4 separate regions of the Mus musculus genome follow, and all the other regions are linked to region 1. Evidence: chromatin contacts called from public HiChIP or PLAC-seq data. All regions are on one chromosome and are shown on one strand. The core of a region is the stretch at or near the end of the contact, and the rest is flanking DNA. Distances in the headings are between cores, read along the strand shown. Region 1 holds the start of Rrp1 (ribosomal RNA processing 1 homolog (S. cerevisiae)). Region 2 overlaps Agpat3 (1-acylglycerol-3-phosphate O-acyltransferase 3). Region 3 overlaps Agpat3 (1-acylglycerol-3-phosphate O-acyltransferase 3). Region 4 overlaps Agpat3 (1-acylglycerol-3-phosphate O-acyltransferase 3).

Region 1 (7,518 bases), core at 1,443-3,942:
AAAGGCTGCCTAAGTGATTCCATCAGGTAGGTTGGATGAGGGATAGGAATGGGAAACACGGGATTTAGCAATTTAGCCTCGGCGATTCTCAATCTGTGAGACCTCCCACTTTGGAGGTCCAATGCCTCTTCCACATGGGTCACCTAGGACCATTGGAAAACACAGATATTTACATTACAGTTCATAACAGTAGCAAAATTACAGTTACAAAGTAGCAATGAAAAGAACTTAACGGTTGGGGGCGGGGGTGGGGTGGGGGGTGTGTGTGTATCCTGACAGGAGGAACTGTTTTAGAGGGTAGCAGCATTAGGAGGCTTGAAAACCTCTGTACTTAAGAGAAAGGGTGTCACTGTCATCAGCTAAACACCACGGGGATCATGACACCGGCTGTCATATGCCATACCACTGCCTTTCACTCTTTAGCCATGTCTGTTTGGTAAACTGAGGGAGGCTGGTTGGGCACTGGGCTGTGTTCCACGCCACGAGCATCCACACAGCCACCTCCCTGCAGCCTGCGTGAGGTTTGAGAGCACACTGTTGCATTGGTCCCTCTGGATCTCAGCGACTCTGGTGTCGGCAGGGTCCGGCCGGGCCTGGCTTCCGCCGGGTACTCACGTGCCTCCGTCGTGTGAAAAGCATGGACAAGCTGGGCAATGGTCCTTCCTAGTTCTTCCTGTGAGGGAAACAGGAAGCACACGCTCAGGCCCCGAAGCACAGTGGCTCTGACGGCCAACACTACCAATGCCCTCTCACTTCAAAGGACCAGCTGCCAGTTGGCCTTGGTTCCTTGCTTGCAAAAGACCTACTATGGGGCTGGAGAGATGGGTTAGTGGTTAAGAGCACCAATAGCTCTTCCAAAGGTCCTGAGTTCAAATCCCAGCAACCACATGGAAAAAAAAAAAAGACCTACTATGCAGGAAACATCACTTTCTCTATAAACAGCAGGAGTCAGTGCTGGCTATGTTAAGGGGTGGGGTGGAGGATTAAACATAAGCCCCTCAGTCCCCCACCAACTCCTGTGAGGGTTCTTCAGCTACCTTCCCAGGCACCCACCTGCTGGAGGGGCTTGTCCTGCATCCACATGCAGTAAAACAGTCCTTTCCATACTTTTAGCAGTTCATCTGGAGTGAAACCACCTGCATCACAAGAGCAACAGTGAGACTTAGTGAGCCCTGGAACCTACCTTCCCGAGCCAGGAAGGAAACATGACTGCCTGAACTACTCTTAACAATAATACGACTGGGGGCTGGCGAGATGGCTCAGCGGGTAAGAGCACTGACTGCTCTTCCAAAGGTCCTGAGTTCAAATCCCAGCAACCACACGGTAGGTTACAACCATCCTAATGAGATCTGATGCCCTCTTCTAGGGTGTCTGAAAACAGCTACAGTGTACTTATTTATAATAATAAATAAATCTTTGGGCCAGACGGAACAGGGACTGAGCGAGCTGGGCTGACCTCAGTGAGTGGGGCCAACTGGAACGAGCAGAGGTCCTAAATTCAATTCCCAACAACCACATGAAGGCTCACAACCATCTGTACAGCTAGCTACAGTGTACTCATATACATTAAATAAATAAATAAACCTTAAAAAAATATGATTGGGCAGCCAGCCCCGCCCTCAAAACATTCTCCAACAGAACTGCCATAACGGTGCCTGGAGGAGCCCCTCCCCCCAACCCTCCAGTAACTCCATGCACCAGCAAGCAGGTATCAGTCCCATAGAGTTAAAGAAACCCAACACTTTCGGGACCGGGAGATGGCCCATTGTTAATGCAGTGATTAATTAAGCCAGTGTCAGACCAAGGAACTGTAGCTATACTATGACATTTCGGAGATTAAATGGTGAAAGTTATTCATTCCGGCTAGCAAAGGACATCACCACCATTTAGCGAGGCGCATCCCCCAAGTTGGGGTGCTCTGACTAGAGCGTGAAAAACTGCGCTGAGACACTTCCCAAAGCATACAGCCATGACCTCGGCCAAACCACCGCTCAGGGAATCTATAATTTGCATCCGCGGAGGGATATCCAAAAGCAAAGGACATCGCCACCATTTGGCGAAGCGCATTCCCCAAGCTGGGGTTCTCTGACTAGAGCGTGGAAAACTGCCTTGAGACACTTCCCAAAGCATACAGCCGTGACCTCGGCCAAACCACTGCTCAGGGAATCTATAATTTGCATCTGCGGAGGGATATCCAAGAGACGCGGAGGCTGCTGAAAGGGGTCGCTCACTGAGGACCAGAAGCACAGAAACCGCTCTGCAAAAGGACATCCTGGGAACGGGGTGTCGAGAACACACCTTTAAGAACACGGGACACCAGTAAAGGCCGGCGGAAGAGCACCAGCAAGCTACAGAAGGAAGAAAAGCGGGCAGACCGATCGGGTCAGCCTAAGCCAGTAGAACAGCAGACGAAGGCCGGATCCTGCGGGGCCCACGCAGCGGAGCTCGCCTGCCCTCCCGCCCGCGTACCTGTCGCCCGCTGCGACCTGGCCTCGATGTACTTCCGCAGCTTCCGCAACGCGCGGTCCCGCGTCACCTGTTCATTGCCCGCCAGGCGCTGCGCCAGCTGGATCTCCGGCGGGAGCGGCACTCCGGGAACCATGGTGAGGAGAACCCTGAGACCACGCACTCGACGCTTCCGCTGGGGCGCTCGAGTGACGACACGCGCTCGTCACCACTGAACGTCACACTGAGGCGACACAACCCAGCTAGACGTCAAACGTCCTGGACGATGCTGGCGTACGCTACCGCCTCTCAGTGGCCGAGAGGCGCAACTGCACCCTGCAGGGAGGAGGATGGTCTGGTGTAAGCCTAGGGCATCTCTGATTCTTGAAAAGGTTAAAGCATTGTCTTGGGTTCGCCCTCCTCTTTACTGCAGCAGGAGTGGCTGTATTACAAGAAGATCGTGATGTGGCCCAGCTTGTCCTCAACTGTAACACTTAGCAGGACTGCGTGGAGCTGCCCTTGGCTCAGCATCCTGAGCCATGTTGGGGTGTGGGGTGTGGGTGGGGGGAGGTTGGGTGTGTGCATGAACCCTGCAACGCCGAGAACTACGAGCTTTACCCGAAACACTTTACCTGATCCCTAACACCTTAGTCCTCAGGGAAATCCACCCCACCAAGCCTCTTGTAGAGCATCCACTTTCCTGGAAAGAGAAAAGCAAGAAGGCTGTCAGGATCCAGATTATGGGACAGGGTGCAGGTACCTATCATGAAGGTAGGCAGGCAAATACACTATAGAAAGCACAGTGAGTGTGCAAAACTTGAGTGTGCCCTGGTTCATGAAATGTGTGGTGACAATCGTTTGGGACACTATTGGGAAAATTTTTCCATATAGCCCAAGAGCTGAAATGTCAAATTAGAATACAAAACAATTACAGGTTTCATTGGTGTGCCCAAGACCACCAGAAGTCTGATGACTTGCTGGGGGAAATTTCCAAGACCAGTGGACGTTTGGACTTAGTGGTACCATAACATTGCCAGTTCGTTGCTACACCATAGGCCAGCTAAGCCCAGGATTAAAGTGTCAGGCAAGGAAGGTGGCTGTATTTGAAAAGCTAGATGCTGGAAAAAATGGGAGGGATGGTTGTTGAAAGTCTGACTGAAGAGGAATAAGCAACTGGGGTGGGAGAGGGCATGTCTAAGCACTATTACAGGAACATAGACAATTCTGTATTTTCTATAACATCAGAATTTACTGAATAACAAAAAATTTGATAGACTACATCAATGTTATGGCCACGCTTTTTAAAGTCAACCCAGTTTCTTTGACTTAGGCAAGCTATCTCTTGTTGCTGTTGTTTTATTTATATGAGTACGCAGTTACTGTCTTCGGACACACCAGAAGAGGGCATTAGATCCCATTACAGATGGTTGTGAGCCACTGTGTGGTTGCTGGGAATTGAACTCAGGACCTCTGAAAGACCAATCGGTGCTCTTAACCGCTGAGCCATCTCTCCAGCCCTAGGCAAGCTATCTTAAACTACTAATATTAATGGTCAGACTCTACTTACACATCACACAGTAAATATATCCACCTATACATATGTGTATATGCCAAGTCCTGCTAGGCTTGAGTACTGAAACCCCAACTGGGAGAAGTAAAGAAATACAGGACAGACACACAGACAGAAAAGGTGGGCTCAGCTTAGGTGTGAGCACTCTGATTGGGACACTCACTACCATTGCAACTTGGAACCTCAGGTTGTTTATTATGTACCAACTAGGAGGAGGAGGATCTGGTCCTAAACATCCAGTCATGGATGCTTTTTAAGTCTACAAGTCTCAAGCACAAAGATGGTAATTAGTGCCTTAGTTAGGGTTTCCATTGCTGTGAAGAGACACCATGACCAAAGGCAACTCTTATAAGGACAACACTTAATTGGGGCTGGTTTAGAGGTGCAGAGGTTCAGTTCATTATCATCAAAGAGGGAACCTGGCAGCATCCAGGCAGAGACGGTTCAGGAGGGGCTGAGAGATCTACATCTTCTTTTTTTTTTTTTTTTTTTATTAGTTGGCTGGTTTGGGATGTTTCTTTTTTTTTTTTTTTTTTTTTTAAAGATTTATTTATTTATTATATGTAAGTACACTGTAGCTGTCTTCAGACACTCCAGAAGAGGGAGTCAGATCTTGTTACGGATGGTTGTGAGCCACCATGTGGTTGCTGGGATTTGAACTCTGGACCATCGGAAGAGCAGTCGGGTGCTCTAACCCACTGAGCCATCTCACCAGCCCGAGATCTACATCTTCATCTGAAGGCTGCTAGAAGAAGACTGGCTCCCACATGGTTAGGAAGAGGATCTCAAAGCCCACCCCCACAGTGACACACTTCCTCCAACAAGGCCACACCCACTCCAGCAAGGCAAAGGTAACACCTCCTAATAGTGCCAGTCTATATGGGCCCAGCATATTCAAACCACCACACTCATCAATTGCTTTTGAAAAGAGCAAATCTCTAGAACAAAGATTAGTATTTGCTTGGGCCAGGCTTGCCCATAGTCAGCTGCCCAAGTCCAACTTTTGGAATGTTCCACAATGGACAGGTTAGAGTAGGCAGCTGCTCCCTGGCTTTACCCATTCCCAAACTCCAGGTCACAGAAGAAACTATTATTTGTCTGATTCCTGTAGACACCAGGGTTGGGTGACATCAATCAGGAAGTCAGCCAAGATCCAGGCTCAGTGCTCAGCTTCAGTATAGCCTGCTACGGGGGAAGGGTCCAAAGAAAGATTTTCCAAAGGAGAAGAGGTGTAAGCTGAAGGACAGGACAGCCAGGACCAAGTTTACCTGAGTGATTTGGAGTGTATCCTAATAGGACAAATAAAGATGAAAGCTGTGGGGGGTGGGGGTTGAGGTGGTGGGGTGGGTGGCTTGGTGTCTGGGGACATGGGATCTAACATTTACAGCCATGGGCGCTGCATGTGTGAGTGTGTGCATGTGTGTGTGAGAGAGTGCCCGTGTGCATATGTGTGCATGAGTGTTTATGTGTGTAAAGAGAGAGCCATATATAGATGACATATAGATAAATGATAGATACATAGATAGATAAATGATAGATAGATAGATAGATAGATAGATAGATAGATAGATGGATGATAGGTAGATATAGATAGATGATAGATACTTAGATGATAGATAGATAGGTAGGTAGATGATAAATAGATGATAGGTAGATGATAAATAGATGATAGAGGGCTGGTGAGATGGCTCAGCAGGTAAGAGCACCCGACTGCTCTTCCAAAGGTCTGGAGTTCAAATCCCAGCAACCACATGGTGGCTCACAACCATCCATAATGAGATCTGACTCCCTCTTCTGGAGTGTCTGAAGACAGCTACAATGTACTTACATATAATAAATAAATAAATCTTAAAAAAAAGCTATTGATTAAAAAAATAGATGATAAATAGGTAGGTAGGTAGGTAGATAGATGATAGATATTTAGAAAGATAGATGGATGGATAGATAGATAAATATACAGAAAGAAAGATTGGAATTATTTCATAGGAAAGGGAGATGGAGGCCACTCAAGGGACAACAGATGCTGAATTCGAGACTCTGGGTGTAGTAGACCTAGGGTGGAGCCTCTTCTCTCTTATCAAGTAACCAGGTGTGAGTCTCGGAAGCAGAGGGCAATACCCTGATTTATGTATGAGGGCATAAGAAAGGTGCTGAAGAGCACTCAGAGAACTGAGTTAGCAGGCCGACTAGAGAGCAGCCTACAAGTCAAATGGTTGTTTAAGGTTGTGGCGATTCAGGCCTGTAGTCCCACCCAGCGGAGACAGGTGGATCTCCATGAATTCCTGGTCAGCAGGGTCTGCCCTGTGAGTTCCGAGCCAATCAGAGTTCTGTAGTAAGACCTTGTCCCAAACAAACAAACAAACAAACAAACAAACTCCATCTTTTGAAGAAATCACAAATATAGGTCAGGGGGTGAAGGTCGCAAGATTTCTGGTAACAAATTTTTTGAATGAAATTTTTTAAGATGGGTGAGGTGAGTAGGAGGCACTCCAAAGGTATGTGTGATATATATATATACATATATATATATATATATATATATATATATATATATATATACACACACACAAATGGTATATATAAGGTGTATTTATATATAGGATATTTACACACACACATACATACATACATACATACATATATGGAAGGTTGAGGGAGGGCATAAGAGAGAAAGAGACATTGGTGGATTCACTTAGTTTAGATGTCCTGATAGTTAACTTTGTCAAACAGTTTTGGAGCTCCAAGAACACCAAGTCACACACAGAGGTAGGTGACACACACTGGCTGCTACACAGACTAAAACATCCCAAGACGGTTTCTGGCTTTGGACCTGGAGCGATCTAACTCCCAGTCACTGGTGTCACCTGTTGGACTTAGGACACATAGATGATGCTTCCTGCTGCGTGGGGCTGTAGCTGACAATTCTGCAGCCACAAGTCACATGTCTGTATGTGGCAATGAGGCCAGGCTCTCGTCCCTAGGCCTGAGGAAGACAAGGTTGAATGTCAGCATCCCAGGTCTTCAGGAGAGACAGAATTGTCTGAAAGACGCTATGAAGCATTTAATCCCTGGATCCTGACACCCATCGGCCCAGAGGCTCCCCCTCTCCCTCCCTTATCTGTGGAAACATTCCTCTATTTGGTTTGTTATGTAAATGAAAAAGTTGGGAAAGTTGAGGCTCTGTCTGGCTGCCTCCTCCTTCCCTCAGAAATCAGGCCACAACTCGGGCACACCACTCTTTACTTTCTATGGAGGCAGCAGGGACTTGTAGGTAAGTGTCCCTTACCTCTGCCACTCTGAACAAACAACTCTCCTCCTATGGACCCAAAGTTGGCTTGGAGTTATAGCCGGATTCCTCACCTGCTGGAAAGTTGTAAGAGATTTCGCTGATAGTGTTTTCTCTCTCTCTCCCTCTCTCTGTCGGCCTCCTCATACTGTCCATCGAAGCTGTCTTTTTCCCTTGCTCCCTCCCTCCCCCACTTCTCTCTCTGCATCACAACCCC
Region 2 (7,518 bases), core at 1,542-4,041, 130 kb before region 1:
TTCTGTGACTCATGTAACCCCTTCCAGATGACTCTGCTCTGACATTCTCCTTTATAATGCTTTGCTTTGTTTGAATTTTACTATTGGACAGTTTGCCACTAAGTAACACTTATCATCCCCACAGGTCTTATAACATGCCAATCCTATTTCTGCTATTCTTCTGTGCTTCTGGTATATTTTACATTTTTATATTTTATATTCTACTTCAAAAAAAATGATCTGATGAGTCTGATCCTGACTCCATCTCCTAAGTATTGTGACTGCAGGAAATTCTCCAATGCCTGATTTATGGGGTGCCAGAACACAGAACCCCATGTATTCAAGGCAGCATCCCCAGCCCTGTTCAACTTCTTGCTTCGCACAGTGGCCTAGCAGGCGGTGATGGATTCCAGCTTCTCACCACAGGTCCCCGTCTCCTACCTGTCCCCCGGAGGCACTGGACTGCCGTGGTAAAGCCCTTGGTCCGGGGCAGCAGGTGGTACTTGAGTGGGGGCAGCCCCTTGGAGGCAGCCACCTCCATGCTGATGCGATGCTTGGTCTCTGTGAAGCGTGTTCCTTCGCAGTACAGGAGAAACTAGGTGCAGAATGAACAGAGGGCCAGGAGAGGCCAGAGGGTTATTCCAGGACAGTGGGGATGGAACCAGAGCCCTGCCATTCAAGGCCTGTAACATTCCAGGCCTCACCCGCCACAGCCACATAGCACACTCGGCTGGAGGTAGAGAGAAGAAAGCATGGACGCATCCAGCGGCAAGCATGTTGTGTCATTGAAACAGTATTTTATTTTAGGGCTGCAATCTGCACTGCAGTCACACAAATGAGTGCAATCAGAACAGTTTTCCTCAAAGAATTCTCCAGAAGAAGAGAAACCTGAAAGCGTCCCTGGGCAGCAGCCTTTGACCAGAAAACAGAAAGCATCCACTGTCCCTGAGCATGGTGTGGGAGATGGGAAGTAAGAAGCTAGGTTTCGGAGAGTAGACAAGAAAAGGATGAGAGATACCATGCAGGACGGCTCTCCCACCGCCTGCACCCTAGGAGGGTGTGCGCCAAAGCTGGGCTTGCAGCAGCGGGAACAGTGGAAGCTATGTCCTAGGAACGAGGCCAAGTCTGCAAAATGGGGATAGTATCATGGGCATATGTGTGTGTGTGTGTAGACTAGAGGTCAACCCTGAGTGAGTTTCCTCAGGCACTGCCCACCTTGTTTTTTGAGATGGGGGCTCCCAATGGCCTGGAGCTTGCCAAATACGTTAGGCTGGCCAGCCGGTGAGCCTCAGAGGTGTACTTGCCTCTGCTTCCCCAGTGCTGGGAATATTTACACGCTCACCACAGCCTGCCTTTTCTGTTTGGGTTCCGGGGCTCAAACCCAGTTTCTTACACCTGTGTGCCAAGCACTTTACCAAATGAGCTATTCCCCTAGCTGGAGATTTTACAACTTATAACGTGGGCCCTGGTACACAGGAAGACTGAGTTGCATCCACAAGCCCCTACCACCTCGTGGTACATGCAAGCACACTCACCCACATGTACTCTGGGTAGTCAGCTAAGCGCCTCAGGCCCTCTATGACGGTGTCCCGGTCTTCCTCCCACTTCCGTTTGCAGAATACGATCTCTAGGAAGTACCACGTCCAGCCGATGAGAGGCACACACAGCAGCTCCCTCTTAGCCAGCACCTTGGAGCTCTGCAGGGAGACCATGGCATCTGTCAGAGGTGGGGAGGCCCGGCCAGAAGCCCTCACACACACACACCAGGGGCTCAAGCCTTGCTTCTCCTGGCTCAAAGTATTTGCTATAAATGGGACCCCCAGCTTATGACTGAATGATCCTTGACTTGGTACCCCTCAAGTACACACAGGGGGCCACCCCAGAAACTACTGAAGAGCCCAGCCTTGGTGTTGTGGCAGGCCCACGGTAGATAGCAGCACCTCAGTACCTGGTCTCTTCCTGACCCCTATCTTCCTGCCATTGCTTAGGGGCTTCGGCTGCACTCAACTCCCTGGCCCTCTTAGAGTGGTTTAAATTCACTTAAGGCCACTAACCAATTATTCAGTTAGCCTTGAGTGGGATCCTCTGGATGGTGAACAGTAGTAACAAGAAATGAAGTCACAGTGAGTCCCAAGAGCAGGCAGGAAACTTCAGAGAAGAGCACATGGGAAAACACACCCCTCCCACCACCTCCATCAGCCATACCGCTCAATGAGAAGGGGCCAAGCCAAGAAACCTCTAAGGAACAAGCCTCTAGAGTCTCGGGGACTCTGATGCAGGTCTCCTCCTGGGGCCCCATTCTGCCATCATTCACCCAGCCCTCCCTGACCCCATTGCTCACCCCCAGCACGCCAAACCGCTCGCACATCGTCCACCCACAAAGGAAGTCGATCTCGAAGTTGTGGTTGAGGATAACAACCACATGCTCCTTCCCAAAGTGGTCCACGGTGGCCTGGTCGGTGAAGAGAGTGCACTCCGTGCAGGACCACCACTCCAGGAGCATGACCAGCTCTGCGGGAGGGTGGGGTCAGCACTGGGAGATGCCTGCCCAGTGCCCTGCTCCAGCCCCAGCCCCACCCCGGTTTTCCACAGGTTCTGGGAGAGCAGTATCAGACCCACATCCATTTCCATTTCCACCTAGAGGGGAACTCTTTTCTAGAAGTGAGTTTGGAGGGCCCGTGTTTGTAAGCTTTCCCGAGTCACAGCTACTTTGTGTGATGGAAGTTGTGGCGGCAGCAAACGGAAGAAGCAGGGCCCTGCAGCTCTAAATAGTCAGGCTGCCTCAGTGTTCAGCCACCACGTCACATGACCACTGGCTTGCTTATGTGGGAGGCAGGCGGGAGCTGTGTCCTGAATGACCAGGAAGAGAATGCCTGCGGGGCCATGCAATTCACAGTTGGAGAGCGAAGATAAGGTGGACATCAAGTGTAAGCTATGGTGCACATTCAGTCTTGCCCACCCCAGGCCGGCCTACGGAAGAGCTCCTATGAGATCTACTGCTGCCCAGGAGGATGTGGGATGCCCCAAGGATGAGGAGGGGCACTGTGGTCAGGAGCTCAGAGGGCAATCAGCAGCTGACTGCAGCAGCATCTCCACAAGAATGAGGAGGGTCACTGCAACTCAGAACCCAGCCTCTACCTGCCTGCATCTCACAGGCCATGACAGATCCAGGATGAGGCGGGACCACAGCATTACCTGGCTTCTCCACATGGTCACCTTCATAAGGTCAGGGCCAGAAGGTTCCATGCTAAGAGCTTTTGTTCAGCGTAGAGTTTGAATATAAATGAGGTCTGGCAGGAAGCACACGAGGGCAGGCATCCTGCATGGGTGCCATGGTCTGCAGTGGGATGACTACGGCCAGGCATCTGAGGCAGGTGGACCAGGATGTAACTGCCACATGTGGGATGGCGGCAGGAAGCACTTCTGGCTCTGGCCACTGCTTCATGAGAGAGCCCCAGGACCCCCTGAAAAGAACTGATCCCTGGGGATGGAGCCAGGGCATGCTGCCAGCCTCAAACACAGAGCCCACAAATAGGGTGAGGCCCTGGGCACACAGGAGTTCTCACTTAGTCCCAGGAGGGGTGCCAAATGGTGTAGCTGCTTTGGAATACTGCAGAGGTTGGGGTCCTTAATGTTTTCCAAACACATTAGCATGTGGCCAGAAGAGCATCCCATATGTGTGCCCTAGAGCCATTCGTGTGTCTACATGAGAACTCACACAGGGTGGCTCTGCCATTAGAGAGTGGTGACAGTCATCATCCTCCAGTCTAGCACAGGCTATTACCCAGTCACATGACAGAAGGAAGTTCTGAGGCCTGGGCACCCAGGAAGTCCCCAAGGATATGCTCTTCAGTTGCCGTGTACCCATCTCCCCATCTCTGCTTGAGGCCAGGCTGATGCTAACTGGCTTCTCTGCCCCTCCCAGGGCGTGCTCAGAAAGCCTCACGGGGGTACATCTGACTTTCTAGCGCGTCTCCCATGATAGCTGAGGGGCTCTGTTTCCTTTCCTCTCTGGATTTGGTGTGTGTGCTGTTCTGGAGTCAGAGTAGCACCAGATTCAGGAGTCTATAGTTTTAGCTTTTATCTGTCAACACTGGAGTGGTCTTGCCACCAAGTCATGTTGCACGTGTGGGGTTTGTAGTTTGCTCTCTGTGCAACAGCTGTCACCTTTTGAGTCAAGCTGAGAAGGGGGATCAGGCAGACTGGAGTCACTGGCTTCTAGGTAGGGAGAGGATAAGGGTGCAGAAATCCTGTGAGATGGTACGTGCCCTCTCCTGTGGGGTAGCACACACCATCCTGTACCCCCTTCCTGGGGCATTGCTGTCCCTTCCTGCCTCTTCCATGCCTCTGCCGCACAGGCAGGTGTAAGCAGTTATAGACTTTTTCCCCCCACTTAGAACTGCATTTGGAAGAGGGTTCTCAGATACAAAAAGGCTACTCATTTTCTTGGTGTCTGTGTGGGCACACCGAGGATGGGATATGGCCAGGGCTAGCATCCATAAGACGACCTGGTTAGCTTTGGGCCCATATAAACAAGAGATGGTGAGGATGCCTGTGAGGCATAGGCACTGGCAGAAATCTCGGGGCTGTGTCCTTGTCCTGTGGGAACTGAGTCAAACTGGCATCATGTAAACTGCAGGTAGCTGCATCCAGGTCCAGGCCCTCCCCGGTGCATAGGCTGGGAGTAAGTGGCTGTCTGTCCACGTAGATGTGGAGAAGGGATCTCATGTATATGTGCATTCATGCACTAGTACGTTCTGATGCATAGGTAGCACTCACACACTTGCGCCAAAGGGGCACCCTTGTTTTTACTTGCACCCTGAAATGTGAAGAGGGACATTCAGTACCCTGTGCTGGTGGCCGGTTACAGATCAGTGGGCCTATTTTTATCTCGCTTTTGCTGGTCTGAAAGCACCCACCGTGCTGTGTTAGACCCTCCTTTTGTGTGAGTCACACAGCTTGATGTGGAAATATCATGTGGTTGAGCCTGGTAAAGTTACTCTGAGCACCTGTTCACATGACCCTGGAAGGGTATGACCTCAGGGAACCAGAGATGCACCCGGCTCTGTTCTGCAATGGAGTGCCAGGTGTGGCCCTGTCCTTGAGAGCCCTGGCAAGAGAAGCTTCCCCCCACCTCCGTGCCCCCCGCCCCAGAAGCCCCTGCACGATGCCCTTATGGGCGAGGACACTTACGGCTCCAGAGCGAGTAGGCCAAGCGGCAGTTGATACGGCGGTATAGGTGCTTGCTGATGGGCCAGAGGGCCAGTGTGCACAGCTGGGTGAAGTTGATAATTAACCCGCTCACCACGAAGACGAAGCCAATGAGCAGGTGCACCACGAACTGGGTCTTCAGGTAGGCAAGCAGGCCCATGGTCGCTGCTCAGGGGCGGCCGCACGGTCCTTCACTGAGAACAGCCGTCCTGGAAACACAGAGCTCAGGTCAGTGTGTGTGGAGACAAGGCATAGGCTTGTGGTCTGGACAACACGGCCCTCATTCAGGACATGGGTAGGAGATGCGCTGTTTTGCCTGGTTTAGAGAGAGGCTGCCCCTGGAAAGCTGATGGACAAACACTATGCATCTTATGCAAACATCACACGTGAACACCCCCCCCCACCACCACACACACACACACACACACAGGGAGTGACTTAGAGCACAGGAAGGCTGAATGAATGGCCTATTCAAGGGGCCAGCAGGAGATCTCAGTGTTGACTTTGAGGCCTGAGTCTATGCTCATGTCCCAAGGCCAGGGTCTGCAGGCCATGTACCCCGACACCTCAGTGACCTTAAAGTTCCTCCCTACACCATGCAGGACAGATCCGCATAGACCTGAATATATGAGGTGGCTGAGGGTCTCCACAGCCATCACATGACACTACCCTAGCTATGATAGCTCTGACCCAGCAGCCCCAGGGGAAATGACAGCCCTCAGCACACCATGCTCATGTTCATGTCACAGGCTCTATCCTGTGCCCCTCCCAGTGGCTTTGCGGCTCTATAGCACACCTTCGATCCCACACCCTGGGCCCCAGGGAGAGACTATGATTTTCAAGATTGAACTTCAGTGAGGTCTCACATACAGTCACTATGTACTCAGCTTTGGGTGACAAAACTCAGTGACCAGAAGCTGGGCAGTGGTGGCGTACACCTTTAGTCCCAACACTTGGGAGGCAGAGGCAGGTGGATTTCTGAGTTTGAGGCCAGCCTGATCTACAGAGTGAGTTCCAGGACAGCCAGGGCTACACAGAGAAACCCTGTCTCGAAAAAACAAAAACAAAAAAACAAAAAAACAAAAAAACAAAACAAAAAAACAAAAAAACAAAAAAAAAAAAAAGAAAAGAAAAGACTCAGTGACCAGGTGGCCACCGCCACTACACACAGAAGGAGCCATGCAGGCTGGCTCCACCCCAGGCCCTGGCTGTGCCCATCACTGTTCTGGTAGCTTGGCTTTGCTTCTTTCCCAAGGCATAGGATGGGATGGATGGGCTGGCATCAGAATGCTGAGCTTGGCCCTGCTGGGGTACAACAGCAGCACTGTGTCCCCTGCTAAGTCCTCAGCTGTCCCTCCGTCATAATGACCCCCACCTGTTCATGCTCCAGCTGTGAGGATGGCTTTCATTGAGCATCCCACTCGATCAACCGCCCCTGTGCTGTGCAGTAGAGGAGGTTTCCTGCTCTACCTGCTGGAGTCTCAACTAGAGAGTTGTGCAGAACCCGTGGTGAGCCTATACCAACCTCAGTATTCCGTCCCTAGAGTGCGTTGCCACCTACCACATCCACCTCTGGATTTCTGGTGTCCCTGGGTCTAGCCAAACCTGAAGGGGGCAGATAGACTTAGCCAAATGCTAGCCTGGAGCTCAACTCAGGCACCAAGACCACATCTCTACATCATAGCCCAGGATATCTCGTTTAGCTTCATAGCCTCGTCATCCACATAGAACCGTCTAACACACTGTCCTAGAAGGCCATCTGACATGTGTCTGTGCTGCAGAGCATGACCTCAGTCATCACTCTCTAGTCCCCAAGTGTTCCAGTGACAGACACGGGGCTTGCTTCCTCAGTGCTGGCTGCACCCATTTCTAGGACTGTTTCCTTAGTGCCTTCTTAAAACTTCAGTGCTGTCCGCAGGAATTCCACTCAGCCTTTGTGCCAGCTCCTGCTCTGCTCTGCTCTTGGCTACAAAGTTTCTGGTTCACCAGGGCAGGGAAGTGTGGGAAAGGCCTGCATTGAATGACCACAGTGTTGGTCCAGGTGCCTTCAAAATAAGTCTTTTTGTTTTTTTAAGGCACAGTCTCACTATGTAGCCCAGGCTAGTCTAGGACTCATAAAGATCTGCCTGTCTTTGCCTCCAAAATGTTGAAGTTTGAGGCATACAGTGCCACGCCCAGCAAGTTTTTAAAAGTCTTGTGTCCTAAGACCGTTTCAAGTTGACACCTACATTTCAGATCCGAGTTTAAATGTGCAGGGTATCCTGGTGTGCTGGTAAATTTGACTTTTAAAAGTGGAGCTTTAATCTTATAAATGCAACCACAGACCAG
Region 3 (7,518 bases), core at 2,346-4,845, 110 kb before region 1:
AGAAGATGAGCCACACCAATGACTCACAAGGCAGCCCGATACATCAAAGCTGTTTCATTATTTCTTACATTTCTGTGACTGTAGAGAGACGGAATCTTACAGGTGCAGAACTAAATCATCCTGAGCTATCTTCAGCCCTCTTAAGAGATATTCATAGCCCACCTCTGTGTTTGATGTAATATTTTTATGATTGAGGCCAATCCTTTTGGAATGTACTGAGTCCCCTAATTCCCACCAATTGAGGGTTACGAATGCCATCTGACAGCATCTGAAGCCTACGTCAGAGGCTTCCCCATTTTGCTTAACAACCTACCAGATGTTTCCACCAAGGTATTTTGATACTACCTTAATGTATGACTTCTTTGTTCTGTTATAAAAATTTCATATAGCTGTTACTACACTGCGATATGGTGGGGTATTTGGGGGTACCCTGAATCTGTGTGCCTGGGCTTTGGTCACTGGTATTTGGCTCCAGAATAAACTCTTATTTCCTTGAGTTACAAGTTGTGTTGCTCATGGGCAGTTCTGGGCACCTAAATGTGGGGCCTGAGGATGCTTCACAGTCACTGGAGGAGTAAGATGGATCAGAGCAGGGTTCTAGCCCGAGTCCTGCTGGGCTGCCCAGGAGGCTTCCTTGTTCATGCTGATGAGCTTTCTGGAGTGGAGAGCTCCCTAGGCTGGCTGGCTGGGCCGCTGGCTTATTCTGATCTAGTTATTAGATTTAGTACAAAGTCAAGAGAAGAGAGGAAACGTTTCTCCACTAGCATTTCACATGTAAGGCTCCATCTGGCTGAGTAGCCTTACAGTAGTTCTCCCCTCCAGGCTTCATCTCAGTCTTATTCCTTTGGTTCAGGTCCTTCTCATGGCTGAAGATGTAGAGACGCCAGCTTGCTACTCTGTTTCTCTCAGGAGCTCACTCTATGCTGCAGGTGCAGGGATGATTATTTGCCTGTGTGGCTTTATTTAGAGCAAAACCCAACCATCCCTAAAGTTCTTCAAAGTAACTGGCAAAATCTGCAGTCGCTTCACTTTACTTTTATTTTCTTGTTTGTTTGGTTGGTTGGCTGGTTGGTTTTTCGAGACAGGGTTTCTCTGTGTAGCCCTGGCTGTCCTGGAACTCACTCTGTAGACCAGGCTGGCCTCGAACTCAGAAATCCACCTGCCTCTGCCTCCCGAGTGCTGGGATTAAAGGCATGCGCCACCACGCCCAGCCTGTTTGTTTGTTTTATAACAGTCTCACTCTGTAGCTCTGACAGTCCTGGAACTCACTATGTAGGCCAGGCTGACCTCAAACTCACAGAGATCTGCCTGCCTCTGCCTCCCAAATGCTGGGATTAAATGTGTGTGTTACCACACCCAGCTCATTTTACATTTTTATAATTGTGCTAAACTTATTATTCTTAGCATACCTCATATATGACATGTGTATTTAGAATGGCTTTTGTTGTTGTTTTTAGAGAGAGGGTTTCTCTGTGTAGCTCTGGCTGTCTTGGAACTTGCTTGGTAGACCAGGCTGGCCTTAAACTGATAGAGTCCATTAAATGGACAGAGATCCATTTGCCTCTGCCTCCTGAGTGCTAGGATTAAAGACTTGTGCCATCACTACCCAGCTTTAAGATGGTTTTTGACAGCGATTAGCCTTTATAAAACAGTATGTTCAAGGCCCTTCTCTTGGACAAACATAAGATACAACTTAAAAGAAGAAGAAGGAGGAGGAGGAGGAGAACAACCAACAACAACAAAAGAAAAAAAAAAAGTCATTTAAAACTTGCTGGCCTGTTACTTCCTCCACCTTATTCCCCACACCTTGGGTTTTTTGAGACAGGGTTTCTCTGTGTAGTCCTGGCTGTCCTGAATTGGCTCTGTAGACCAGGCTGGCCTCAAACTCAGAGATCCGCCTGCCTCTGCCTCCCAAATGCTGGGATTGAAGGCGTGCGCCACCACTGCCTGGCTTCCAGCGGCAACTTAAAGTTGACAGATGACACTAATGTGCTTCATCACACACAGAGCTTAGGCTTGGCTCCTCTTTCACAGTGGCTTTGGAAAGCTTTAACCCACTGTGCCTCTCAGCCCCTGGGCTTCCTTGAATGTTGGTCTTGGTAACATTTATAGAAAATCTGGCTTATAGAACAAGTATTTTTTATTTTTATTTATTTATTTACTGATACAGTCACTTAAAGCTCTGTGGTTAGATTTTATCCAAATATCTATATGTTCTCCCATTGGCCAAGGGTTTCTCTTGCTAGATAGCTACCCCTTGACAGTGGGGAAGTCTACAAGGACAAGGAGTTATTAGGACTGGGAGATGGCTCAATGGATACTTGCCATGCAAACCTAAACACCTGAGTTTGAGCCCTGAATCTCATATAAAAAACACATGTGCCATCGCAGGACTCACACTGTGAGATGGGTAGAAGAGACAAGAGAACCAACCAGAAACTCACAGCAGGGGGTAGCCTGGTATACACCGCAGTGACAGCAATAAGAGACCCTGCATCAACAATGAGTATGTCGAGAACCAACTCCTAATTGTCTCTGACCTCTACATGTGTAGCATGGTGCATGAGTGACTTTACTCCCGCATGCAAAATAAATGTTTTTTAGAAAGAATTTTCAACAACTTGGAGGCTGTGTAGCTAGTTTTTGTTGACTTGACATAAGCTAGAGTCATCAGAGAGGAGGGGGCTTCAATTGAGAAAATGCCTCCTTAAGATTCAACTTCAGGCAAACCATAAAGGATTTTCATAATTAGTGATTAATGGAGAGGCCCCAGGCCATGGTGGGTGGTATCATCCCTGGGCTGGTAGTCCTGGATTCTAAAAGAAAGAAAGCTGAGCAAGTCAGGGGAAGCAAGCCAGTAAGCAGCATTCCTCCGTGACCTCTGCATCAGCTCCTGCCTCCAGGTTCCTTCCCTATCTTAGTTCCAGCCCTGACTGTGGAAGTCCAAGGCAAATGAGCCCTTTCCTTTCCAATTTGCTTTTGATCATGGTGTTTCATCACAGCAATAGAAACCCTAACTAGGGCAAGGTATTGCTGCTAAATTGCATAGTTATGAAACTTACCTTACTGAGGAAATACTTCAGTCTGTTTATAAGACTTGACCAGTTACACAAAACTCTCATTATACCTATGATCTGGGTTGATGGTTAAATAAATACGGCACTAACTGTCAAAACGGACTGATGCCTTTATCCTCAGCCTATGGAATACCGGTGACTCTAAGGTCTACCTCTCTAGAAAAGTGTTGTCTGTTTACAAAGTAAGTGTTGGGAGTTCTGTAAAACATTAAGGATTATATGAACAATCTCTACCAAAGAATACAGGGCACATCACCATAAGGGACTTTGGAGCATGACAATAAAAATTCTGAGTTGGTCACAGAGTTCCCACAGTCAGCTCCTGGGAGAAGAGGAACTGGAGAGAAACAGAAACCACTGAGGCTGATCCAATCAGCTGGGGGAAACGACGCAGCAGCAGGACTCTCTTCAGCCAGACGGAAGGGCTGTGTAGGTATGGCTAAGGGGGCCCATGCTGTTCAGCTCACCGTGCCTGTGCAGCTAACAGTGCCTGTGTGACTCACCGGGCCTGTGTGGCTCACGATGCCTGTGTGGCTAACAATACCTCTGTAGCAAAGCCAGGAAGTGAACGCCTAGACTCATATCTCACCTCAAGGTTGTGCCAGCTGCCTCTGAGCCCATCATACAGGCATCATATACTGTGGGAAATTCATGTCCACTACACCAACCACAGAGGGTCAGTCCCAAGTGCTGAACACTTCCATTAACTCTCACTGTTGATAGTTCATACGTCCTTTCATATTTAGATTTTCTTTGTAACGTTTTGGCACTGGTGAGATGGTGAAGGTTCTTATCACACAACTGAGTTCAATCCTTGAAGCCCACACAAGGTGAGAGAACCCTCTGACCTCCACATGCATTCCATGGCAGGTACACACCACACACTCTAATATTTTTCAATTGTCTAAGATACTTAACTCTTTTTTTGGTATATACCCAAGCTATAGAAACAACACTGATCCGGGTATTGGTAACCCAAGAAGGATGCGCCTGGGTCCTCACCACAATTGTGTGTTCCCACCTGCTTACCCAGACCTCCCAAGGGACCAAAATGTCATGTTCAAGATTTGGGGGTTGTCATCATTCATAAAAGAATCTTCTCACCATTCAGTATAATTTGGGTTTTAAAAATTCTGGCTTTTCGATCTCCCTGAAGGAATTTCGTTCTGAGATACCTCTGCTTGAAATCCCAAATCTCAGAACCCAAGATAAACTAATAAGGAAAAAGAAAAGAATGTTAATCAGGTCTGACCAACTGAATTACTACATTTCTACTGATATTCAAACTTAAGATACAACAAATTAAGGCGGGCGTGGTGGTGCACGCCTTTAATCCCAGCACAGGAGGCAGAGGCAGGCGGATTTCAGAGTTCGAGGCTAGCCTGATCTACAAAGTGAGTTCCAGGACAGTCAGGGCTATACAGAGAAACCCTGTCTCAAAAAACCAAAAAAAAAAAGATACAACAAATTAAAGAATCCAAAAAGCCCCATGACACTCAGACTTCTAACTACATTAAAAAACATTAGCTCCAGAGATCTGGACTGATTCTTATCTAAATTATAATGTATAAACCAATCTGTTTCTCATCTGAAGAGCATAGGCTAACTGCTCCTGTCAGGTCCACCAGTGGCTTTGAGGGTAGTGTCTGGGCAGTCTTCGTTGTCAGGAGGTAGCATGGCCCAACTCCAACACACAAAGCCTGGAAAATCCCCTAAGCCAACTGTGAGATTATCCAGGGTCCCATCAGCAAACAATGGCACCATTCTCCTGACACACAACACAAATGGCCATGTGCTGGTCAACCCTTGTGGTCAAACCACGTGATCAGAACAGGGCCCTGCTGAAGCGTGAGGTCAGGAAGCTGTGTGTTCCACTCCTTTCTGAAGATGACCAATCACCTCCCTATAAGGCTCTGGCCAGTTGCTTTGTCAAATCACTAGCTCAAGTTTCTATCCCCTGCTGTGTGAGTGTGCCAAGCAAAGCTCTTTCTCTGTGCATGTGAGTGAAGCTTCAGTTACACACACACACACACACACAGAGTCTGATTTCAGAGCAATCCCAAGTCCCACACTCCGCTCAGCTGCTATTCAGTTAAGGCTTTGCCTCTGGTTTGTTTTCTCAAAGAAACGACAGTAGTAGTAGTAGACTGCTTTAACTCAGATAAAGTGAAACATTAGTAGTCCAACTAGGAAAAACTTGAGGCAGCATTACTCTGATGCCCACAAAGGCTTCTGAGGGGTTGGTACATTCAAAGTGGGATCACATCCCAAGACTGGGTTCCAAGGATTCAACTGACAGGCCCCTCGCTGTACAGGCAAGATGATAAATGCCTTTCTCTACTTTAGTTGCTTCTCAGGGGGATTTTTTCTTTGAAACGGGCAATGCTCAAGTCCATGCAGCGACCAGATTATATTAGCTGAAACATTTAAAGTATAAGGGCAGAGTAAGGTCTGAGGCTCTGCACCCAGGGCCTGCCTACATACTGCACTGTGAGGTGCCTGGGTGGGGTTCTTAACTCTGGTTCTTTTCATCAAACTAAGCCACACAGATTTCCTGGTTCAAGAGCTGACTGGAGATGCTATGAGGACATAAAAAGGACCTTCAAGAGATGGTGGATGTGTAGTCAGGGGTCAGCATGCCGTCTTTCCTATCACTGGGATGTCTTGGGGGATCTTATACAGACATCTGAGGCAAGGTTTACTGAAAAGACATTAGAGATGGTGCCAGGATTGAAGACTCTGACTTAATGGTGAGCACTTGGCTCAACACAAAGAATCCTTTCAGCCAGTCCATCCATTTGCAGCTCAGACAGCTGTTTAGTCAGCTGCAACACGTGTCCAAAGTAAAGAAGTCGGAAGTCATGCAGAATAGGAAGCAGCATGCTCCTACCACAGCAGGACAAGGGCCCAGCTCCAGTACGGCAGGACAGACAGCATGCCCTCCACACCCTCAGCTGACTCTTCCTCCAGAGCTGTAACTGCTCATGCCACTCAGTGCTAATGGAGATAATGCTGGGAACCAGGGCTCTCACTACCTGGCCAGGTCCAAGATAACACCTCAAGCCCTGTAACAACGATGATAGGCATGATGGCATACTGTTCCCTCACTCAGCACACCCCTGACAAAACCCTGAATTGGATTTCCCTGTATCATGTGCTGAGAACACCCAAAGTGGGGACACTGACCCCTCAGGTGGCTGCCCCACTGGCCAGTGTCCTCTGTCTTCCACAGAGCCACAGCATCATGTCCCCGCCTTACTGGGGAACACTGGAGAGCGGAGGCTCACTGGTGGCATGATATGGTCACGGTGTTCTCAAGCAAGGCAGAGTCTAGTTCCTGGGCTGAGCTTCTGTGATGGGCACTACCCAGTCTCTAAGATCCCATCTAAGCTGGCTCACCCAGCAGGGGAGTCAAGAGGTGAGGGACACAGGAGATTGTGGGGAAAACACAAATAAACTTTGTCAACAAAGCCTCCCAGGTTGAAAGGACCCACACCTGTGCCCCCAGGGGACACAGGGAACACCAATGATCAACCTCCAACATGATTTAGGAACTGGGAGATCAGATGAGCTAGTCCCTGTCCCTCTGCCCCTTTACTTGGCTCTTATGGTCTCAGGGTAGGAACCAAGGGATAGAGCAGATCCTTAGTTAGAGGCAGAAGTAGCCACTCAGAGCCCCACTGTACCTCCCGCACCCACAATGCTCACACCTACACTGTATGCTCTGAACCACCCGCACCCAGAGTGGCAGCACCACGGGTCCCAACATTGCCTGCACCCACACAACCCATATCCACACCCTCCCAGCCTACAGCCCGCCCCAGCACACACATGTATCACTCATGCTGCAATCCCCAAACGCACACAGCCTGTACCAGGCCTCCCTTACCAGTAGAAGTAATAGGCCAAGGCCACGGCCAGCAGGGCGACGCAGACCCCAGAGAAGAGGCAGGTTGAAGAGCTGGCCAACATGGCTATCCTCCGTCTGGTGAGCGTCTGAGAGGGGATGAGGAGGAGCCTGGCTCTGAGTACAGGTCTCTGGCAGATTAGGGAGCAGGCTCAAGGAGAGCAGATGTGACTGGGCCTGATTGCCCACATCAGGCAGGCACTGAGACTACTGGAAAAAGGGAGGTAGACTATCCCGAGAATTATGCTGGGCAGTGCCTTCCCAGACTACCTAGTGACAGAGGACACGCTGAAGCAGGTCACAGGGCAGCCTGTTGTCTGAGCACCACTGCAGATCTGCTGTGGGACATACACTAATCCAATAAGCAGCTTTTCTAGGAGCTATAATGACATGACGCAGGTCACTGGGCTCTGTCCATGGATGGCCCCAGGACTGGGACCAAAGAGAACCATAGGTTCCTTACCTAGTGGCCAGAGACTCTAGGTTCAAACAGGAGGCTGGCCAAGTCCCAGAGTCCCCAATTCCATGCCTAAG
Region 4 (7,518 bases), core at 1,500-3,999, 83 kb before region 1:
ACCTCTGGAAGAGCACTCAGTGCTCTTAACTGCTAAGCTATCTCTCCAGCCTCATTTATTATTTTTTATATTTATATTTATTTTGGGGTGTTGCATGCCATAGCATGCATGCGGTGGTCAAAGGACAACACACAGGTCAGTTCTTCCCTTCTGCCATGTTTCCTGTGGTCAGACTCAGTTGTCCAGCTCCTAAGGAAGTGATAAGAATCACTGACACGACTTGCTGGCCCTTGCAAGCTTCCAAGAGATGCCAGCTGTAGGAAGAATGTGTTACTATAAATGTCAACATTCGCAGTGGGATAATCTGTGTGCTGTTCCTGTCTTGCCTCTCATGGAGTCGAGCATCAGTGGGCTGTGGGCACTGAGCTGACCCCCGATCCAGTTTAGGCCTCACTCCTAGCTTCCCAGGTCCACCAATGTCCAACCTCAGGCACTTCTCCCACCTCATTTCCCAGCCCTCAGATGTGATACAACCAGAGTCCATGTCCCCATGGTGAGGTACACTCAGTGCCTCTCACAACTTATTTTCTACAGAGCTCTGCCAAGCAGTTGTCTACCCCTGCCCCCAGACTCAGAAGGGTCACAGCATCTGCACTGTCCCATCTGGGCAATCTCTGGCCACACATACAATTAACCATGGTGGTACATGACTTTAGAATCTCTGTGTCTTTGGTGAGGAGTACTGGTTCTCGAGAATGTAGTTCTGTGTAAGCAGTGCTCACTTTGCAGAAACACCAAGAGCGTGAGTGTGTGTGTGTGTGTGTGTGTGTGTGTGTGTGTGTGTGTGTGTGTTTACCAGGAGAAGGACTGCCCCGAGCGCCAGTCAGTCAGAACTGCTGTGGGTACCCTATGGGACTAGCTATCCAACTGGGGAACAAAGGAAAAGTTAGATACTGTCTTCAGGAAATCATAACTATAAACAGAAAAAGTGTGAGACTAGAATTTGGTTGCTACAATCCTAGATCTATTTTGGACTAAGGAGGGAGGGCTTATGCCAGGATCTCACTCTGCAGTCCATACAGGCCCAAACCACATGATGCCCCTGCCACAGCCTCCCAAGTGCCGGGATAATAGGAATGTATTATTGCAAAGGCATAGCTCCTACTTATTCAAAATATGTTTGATGTCGTAAATAAAATAGTGGATTTCAGAATATTCTTGGATACAGTTTTGTCCCAGAAAGCTAAACTACCCACCCACTGCCTGCCAAGAACTGGGACATTGACCTAAACCATGACCCTGCAGTCTGAACCAAGAGATCTGCATGACAGACAGCACCCACTCTACAGATATCTTCTGGGTCATGGAGGAAAGGCAGGAAGCCACCTGATCCAGGTTTGACCATGAAGGATGAGCCTGTGGTTCAAGCTCCTTCATTAAAAGGCTCTGGGGATGGCATGAAGCTCCAAAGGATGAGGGCATGGGAATAGGCAGAGATGTCCCACCCCTGTCACATAGAACGTTAGGCTCTATTCTCAGGCCTTGTGACCCAGAACCCACTGCCGGACTGACCCAGCTAATATCAACCAACATCAGCCCCTGTGGCCTCCAGAAGGAGATGCACCTGCTCTGTTTCTATCAGGAAGCAACTCTGACCCCAGGGCCACAAGCTTTCAGGTCCCGGTAAGTGGCTATCAGCTGGTCTCAAGGAGGCTGGTGTGCTTCTGGGGCCATTCTGTTGAGGGGATTGCATGTGAGAGCTGTGTCCTGGTAGCCACTCTGGCTCACCAACATCCTATCTCACCAGCTCTTCACTGGTCTCTCTCTCTCTCTCTCTCTCTCTCTCTCTCTCTCTCTCTCTCTCTCTCTCTCTCTCTCTCTCTCTCACACACACACACACACACACACACACATATATATATGACAGATATAGATGCCTCCTGACCATAGAGGGTATAAAAATGCTTGCCCTTTAAGAAAATCAGCAGGCATATTAAGGCCTAGCCATGCCCAGGGCTCAGATTGTCCCAGTATCCCTATCTAACCTAGGTATGAACTGGGGTCAAAGATCTTCCACTACCAGGAGCTGGCTATGTCACACAGGGGACCCACACCTAAGCTGTACCCAGGACACACATAGAGACATGCAGAAACAAACTCATGAAACCCACCATGCCCTCTTCACTTACCAAGGCACAGGCTAGCAGGGCCAGGCGATGGCTGTCCTCAAGGGTGTCCGACCTGCAGGGCCTAGAAGAAGAGGACATGGTCATGAATGTGGCATACAGGGCTTAGGAGAGGCATTTCCCTCGAAGCAGGCAAACAGCGCTAGGCAAGAACTTCACTAGGGACTCAAGCCAATCCCAGGATCATGCCCCTGGAGTTCAGGAAGTTGAGCCTGCACTTCCATTGCATAGCAGGAGGTTCGCAGATGACTCATAAATGAAAAAACCCAGAGACAGGCACCAGTTACATTCCAGGACACCGGGGACCACTGCAGAGACCTGCAGGTCCCTAAGCAATGGAACTGGGCTGCTGCATCTGCCAGAACAGAACAGCCTCCCTCTGCCAGGGGCTGTCCTACCCAGAGCCACTGCCCAGCTTGTGTGCATGATGGAGCATCTCCCCACTCTACACACTGGGCTCCTCTGGCCCGTTAGCTCTACCACGCCACACCACACCCCAGCCCTTAAGGATCACTTTGCCAAAATGTCCATTTTAAACTGTGGCAAACCCTGCACAAGACTGACCATCTTGAGCATGTCTGAGGCACGTATGCATGGCTGTGAAGCCGTTGGTACTCTCCACCCACAGAGCTTTCCCATCTTCCAGATGGATACCCAGCCTCTCCCATAAGCTAGCAGCCGAGCCCTCAGTACCCAGGATGCTCTCTGTCTTCACACTAGAAACTCTAGCAACTTCATGTAAGTGGAATCACACAATCGCTCTTTCTGTGAGGGCTCTCTCTTTCTTAAGGCCAAAGACCATTTTGCTGGATGAGTGCAGTAGAGCGAGTGTCTGTGTCCCTACCCCACCATGACAGTGCAGACAGCAGTGTCTTTGACAGCGATCAGGTCTTGAGTCTTAGTGTCCTCAAGAGAAGAGAACAGGCTCCAAACTCATGATCCTCCTGCCTCGACCTCCCTATTGCTGGGATTAGAGGCTCATGTCACCCTGCCTGGCCACTTTCCAGTATTTTAGGTTGCCTCTACACTATCGTTGGGCCATATACTCCCGAGGAAAATCCATTCCACTACTAGCTCTGCCCCTCGGTAGTGACAGGAGCCCACCAGCATGGCTGCAGCAGCTCACTTGGGACGTGGCACTGTGGACTGCCTTGCTTCTTCAGAGTAGGGTTTGGTAAGTTTCTTGGATTTAAATTTTCACCAAATTTGGAAAAATTCAAGGCCTTGCTTTTTCCTAGCATGGGAGACCTTTATGTTCTTTCCCACTCGTCATAGTCCCACTGATGTCTTCTTTGTCTTTTGTGCTTTTCAAAGCATTCTGTCTTTGAATATACTGATCTCTTCTGCACCCTTTAACTGACCAAATCGATCCCAGCCAGGATGGTTTATTTTTGCCTCTAAGATATGTGTGTGTATGTACACTCCAGAAGACAACCTTAAGTGTCAACTTCAGAAATGGTACCCACTAGGGCTGGAGAGATGGCTCAGTGGTTTAGAGCACTGGTTGCTCTTCCCTAAGACATCAAGTTCAATTCTAAGCATGCACGTGGTAGCTGACAATCATGTGTTAACTCCAGTTCTAAGGGATCCGACACCTTCTTCTAGGCCCTGCAGGCACTAGGCACATGGTGTACAAGCATGCATGCAGGCAGAACACACACACACACACACACACACACACCACTCATACATAATAAAATAAACTTAAAACAGTTGAGGACAGTGTACCTTTACTATAATCACTACCAGGGGGTCAGAAGCAGGTAAATCTCTTTGACTTCAAGACCTGTCTGGTCTAGAGCAAGTTCTAGGCCAGTCAAGGCTACATTGTGATACACTGTCTCAGAAAAGAAACAGAAACAAAGAAACAAAAAAGAAAGAAAGAAAAACAAAGAAAGAAACAACGAAACAAAAGAAACACCACTCACCTCCTTTGAAACAAGGTCTCTCATTAGTTTGAAACCTCACAGTCCAGCCGGCACCTGTGTCCCTCGGATCCCCTCATCTCTGCCTCCCAAATCTTTCATTATGGCAACACCACCATGCCCAGCAGTTTTATGTAGGTTCCAGAGACTGAAGTTCAGGTTCTTTTTTTTTTTTTTTTTTTTTCTCGAGACAGGGTTTCTCTGTGTAGCCCTGGCTGTCCTGGAACTCACTTTGTAGACCAGGCTGGCCTCAAACTCAGAAATCTGCCTGCCTCTGCCTCCCGAGTGCTGGAATTAAAGGCGTGTGCCACCATGCCTGGCTAGTTCAGGTTCTCATATACAAGTCTAGGGACAGACAAACTCAAGCCCCAGTTCCATTAAAAAAATAATAATAATAAAAATAAAACAAAATGAAATAAAAGAAAATAAAAACTGCACATAGAAGAGAAAGTGGGAAGGCTGAGTACAGATGTCTGCAGCCTCAGCCTTAGGAGTCAGAGGCAGGAAAGGTCACGAGGGCAGGAGCCAGCCAGGGCGACAGAGCAAGAGCTGGTCTCCTGACCAACTACTAAGGACAAGAGACTTGTGACTACTGTAAATAAGACAGAGTTAGCGACACAGCGGCATGTTAGGAGAGGGAACTGATTGTGACAGATGGTCCTCAGGCTCTTGAGTCTTCCCAAACACTGAAGCCATGCTCAGTTTTGCCTTTTGGTAAGGCTTCCATCCATGGCAGGGGACAGGGTACAAACCACAAACGGAAAAAAATGACATTGTCATTCAGAAATTATGTAAAGGGCTGGTGTGAAGCTGCAGGAGGGGGGAGGGGGCTCTAAATTATCTTGTCAAGCCGAGCATGGCGACACATACCTTGAATCCTAGCAGAAGCAGAGGCAGGTGGATCTCTGTGGGGTTAGCCTGATCTACATATGGAGTTCCAGGATAGTCAGGGCTACACAGTGAGACCAAAAATAAAAGTAAAATAAAAGTTTTCAGACATTAAGATGGTCAATTTTCAATTGAAAAGGCTCTCTCTCCAAGTGCAGATGTCAGGCCGTGCTCTGCTCTAAGTGACTCAAGACTGTACAGCGTGGCCTTCCAAAGAGACAGGAAGACTTCATTTCAGAAGCAGCTTTGACTCCGTTTTGAGGGAGGATGATGACTGCCCCTGAGTGAACCCCGAAACTGTACCCAATAGGTATTCAGCAGACTGATAAATAACTTATTTCTAAGAACAGAAAGAATGCCACCCTATACGTTGTTGAGGTGAATTGAGACTGTAGGGGCCCAGGGAAATATAAATTATAGCAGAAAACCATGCCCAAAAACTTACTGAACATACCAGACTAAGGAAAGTGCCTCTCCTTTACTTGGACTCCATAAAATGAGTGACACCTAACAGCCCCTTGCAAAGCTATCATGTGATACCTTGTATGGGCATCAAGGACCAAGGACTGTTATATCTGGATATCACAAAATATAGGCCAGCCTGGGCTACATAGGGAGTTCTGGGCTAGCCTGATCTACATAGAGATACGCTACTCCACCCGCTTTCACCCTTCAAAAAAAATATTAAAAAAAAAAAAAGAAGGGAGCTGGAGAGATCACTCAATGGTTAAGAGCACTTACTGCTCTTACAGAGGACCCATATTTAGTTCCCAACACCCACTTGGTGCTCACAACCATCTATATGCACACATAAAGCACACATACATACATGCAGGCAAAACACTCACATGCATTAAATAAATAAATCTGATTTTTAAAAAATGTAAGACTCAAAAAGACACTGTAGTCATGATTGAGACTTCTTAGGAACTAGAAAAACAAGTTGGGAGTCACACACCAGCAGTCAAAAGAAAAAGTTACCCAAGCTCAGAGAGCCCCGGCAGACCCTGTGAATGAACATCCAGAGCAGGAGCCCAGTGTCTCAAACTCTCTCAAGACATGAAGAAAAATAGAAAAACAGAAGTAGGAGAGGCCCGTTCCTGCACATCTGAGGCTAGTCTAATCTTCTCATTATTTAAAAAAGGGGAGTGGGGCTGGAGAGAGAGAAAAAGAGCTGTTGTTACTGGAAAATTCCTCAGATGTCACGTGTGACCATAGACAGAGCCTCAGGAAGATTATCGAGTAGCTCATCAAAGAGTAAGGCTAGGCTAGGTCTCCACGGGAAAGCCGGAGTGCAATCAAAGGGTTAAGATGGTAACATCATTTATAGACATGGTTTAAAAAGCCAAAATGAGCATGGACATCAGCAATACAAACCCTGAGGTTAGCAAGGCCACTGTGCAGGATGACCTGTAAATGTGTGGTGTCCCATCCTGAAAATCGTCGTTACCACCACCATCATCACCACCACCATCACCATCGTAAGTTAAAACCTTTAGAAACATGAGGAATAGAAGAAAATGTCCTCAACTTGATAAAGAACCTAAACACAAAGCAAACCAATCCAGTGTGACTCATATAGCACAAGCACTCAGAAACTGAGGCAGGAGGACTGAGATAACCTACAAACAGATCTCTAAGTCAGCAAGGCGCTGGATGAATAGTGACAGACATTCCTGAATCAGTTCAACCCAGCCATCACAGTAAGAAGTACAGAGCAGGTTCAACAAGACACATCCTGCAGAAAAGCCTCCCAGACGGTTAGTGTCTAAGACTTTCTTCTCTAATCTCTGTGTCTCTGTCTCTTCTCTGTCTCTGTCTGTGTTTCTCTCTCTCTCTCTCTCTCTCTCTCTCTGTCTCTCTCTCTCTCTCTCTCTCTCTGTGTGTGTGTGTGTGTGTGTGTGTGTGTGTGTGTGTGTGTGTGTGTGTACATACACATGTGCCACCCACCTCCTTTGACCCAGTATCTCTCACTGGCCTGGGGCTCACTGATTAACTAGCACGGGCTGGCCAGTGAGCCTCAGGATCCTCGTGTCTGCTTCCCCCGTCCCTGCCAGTGCTGGGGTCCCATCTCCACACCTGTTTGGCTAAGTGGGTCCTCATGTTTGCAAGGTTGAGTCATCCTGGCAGCACCCTTCTTTTAGTCTTCTGAGACATAGTCTCAGGTAGCTCAGGTTGACCTCAAATTTGCTATGTAGCCAAGGCTGGCCTTGACCTCATCATATTCCTGGTTCAGCCTTCCAAATCCTGGGATTACAAGGTATGAGCCGACACACTTGGCTCTCCAGCTTTCTTGAGAAAAACCTTTTTTAAAAGTTCTGTAGAGTTGAAGCTATAGTAACAAACATCTGGGTATGAGTATCTAGTTTAAATTTAGCATTTTGCCAAATGTCTTTTTGTGCACACACACGTGTGTTCTTTCCTGAGCTGTGTAAGGGCACAGCTCGGCTCTCCTAGAAGTACATTGTTCACTAGCACAGCACAGTGCACACATGGAGGACGAAACAGCTCACCCAGCATCTCTCTTGAGGTTCACTCCTGACACCTGGTTGCTTTGCCAGGCCCCTTCTGTTGGGAGT

What was found. HiChIP or PLAC-seq counts read pairs in DNA pulled down with a chosen protein or histone mark.
Region 2: a contact with region 1 is called in an H3K4me3 HiChIP or PLAC-seq map of bone marrow-derived macrophages, with 4 times the contacts expected there. The contact joins the enhancer-like site here to the promoter of Rrp1 in region 1. A contact is called at or near these places in 9 of 39 promoter capture datasets (the 3T3-L1 cell line, 3T3-L1-derived adipocytes, the C10 cell line and 6 more), 3 of 15 datasets of contacts at CTCF or cohesin (the NIH/3T3 cell line, embryonic stem cells and large pre-B cells), 10 of 484 Hi-C or Micro-C datasets (CD4 T cells, DN3 thymocytes, the MPC-11 cell line and 6 more), 33 of 115 datasets of contacts at active chromatin or transcription factors (the 230-238 cell line, the HPC-7 cell line, the NIH/3T3 cell line and 23 more) and 4 of 9 other capture datasets (adipose tissue, liver, macrophages and 1 more).
Region 3: a contact with region 1 is called in an H3K4me3 HiChIP or PLAC-seq map of bone marrow-derived macrophages, with 5 times the contacts expected there. The contact joins the enhancer-like site here to the promoter of Rrp1 in region 1. A contact is called at or near these places in 6 of 39 promoter capture datasets (HPC-7-derived erythroid cells, cranial neural crest, embryonic stem cells and 3 more), 1 of 15 datasets of contacts at CTCF or cohesin (the NIH/3T3 cell line), 3 of 484 Hi-C or Micro-C datasets (CD4 T cells, Th1 cells and bone marrow-derived macrophages), 16 of 115 datasets of contacts at active chromatin or transcription factors (the 230-238 cell line, CD8 T cells, the HPC-7 cell line and 11 more) and 3 of 9 other capture datasets (adipose tissue, liver and pancreatic islet).
Region 4: an HNF4G HiChIP or PLAC-seq map of pancreatic cancer cells shows a contact between it and region 1. The contact joins the enhancer-like site here to the promoter of Rrp1 in region 1. A contact is called at or near these places in 4 of 39 promoter capture datasets (HPC-7-derived erythroid cells, embryonic stem cells, epiblast stem cells and 1 more), 1 of 15 datasets of contacts at CTCF or cohesin (the NIH/3T3 cell line), 2 of 484 Hi-C or Micro-C datasets (bone marrow-derived macrophages and cerebral cortex), 8 of 115 datasets of contacts at active chromatin or transcription factors (the SCID.adh cell line, SST interneurons, bone marrow-derived macrophages and 2 more) and 4 of 9 other capture datasets (adipose tissue, liver, macrophages and 1 more).

What each region holds. Positions count from the first base shown.
Region 1 is chr10:78,410,351-78,417,868 of GRCm38.p6, forward strand. It overlaps Rrp1 (ribosomal RNA processing 1 homolog (S. cerevisiae)), which reads right to left and starts at 2,693. Exons shown (of 13, transcript NM_010925.2): 1 at 2,470-2,693; 2 at 1,054-1,136; 3 at 616-673. The coding sequence starts at 2,602.
Region 2 is chr10:78,282,675-78,290,192 of GRCm38.p6, forward strand. Agpat3 (1-acylglycerol-3-phosphate O-acyltransferase 3) reads right to left here. Exons shown (of 10, transcript NM_053014.3): 3 at 5,173-5,399; 4 at 2,321-2,490; 5 at 1,515-1,676; 6 at 421-574. The coding sequence starts at 5,350. Among named protein-coding and RNA genes, the nearest start is that of Gm30122, 22 kb to the left of the region's middle. Within about 2 kb of position 2,792, at least 18 of the 459 cell types and tissues checked have an H3K27ac peak or open chromatin away from gene starts, as enhancers often do. A contact at or near this core is called in bone marrow-derived macrophages and memory CD8 T cells, where this site is marked.
Region 3 is chr10:78,300,311-78,307,828 of GRCm38.p6, forward strand. All of the region lies in intron 2 of Agpat3 (1-acylglycerol-3-phosphate O-acyltransferase 3), which reads right to left. Among named protein-coding and RNA genes, the nearest start is that of Mir7659, 36 kb to the right of the region's middle. Within about 2 kb of position 3,596, at least 100 of the 459 cell types and tissues checked have an H3K27ac peak or open chromatin away from gene starts, as enhancers often do. A contact at or near this core is called in CD8 T cells, the HPC-7 cell line, the SCID.adh cell line and 4 more, where this site is marked.
Region 4 is chr10:78,327,147-78,334,664 of GRCm38.p6, forward strand. Agpat3 (1-acylglycerol-3-phosphate O-acyltransferase 3) reads right to left here. Exons shown (of 10, transcript NM_053014.3): 2 at 2,130-2,190. Among named protein-coding and RNA genes, the nearest start is that of Mir7659, 9.3 kb to the right of the region's middle. Within about 2 kb of position 2,750, at least 32 of the 459 cell types and tissues checked have an H3K27ac peak or open chromatin away from gene starts, as enhancers often do. A contact at or near this core is called in liver, pancreatic cancer cells and trophoblast stem cells, where this site is marked.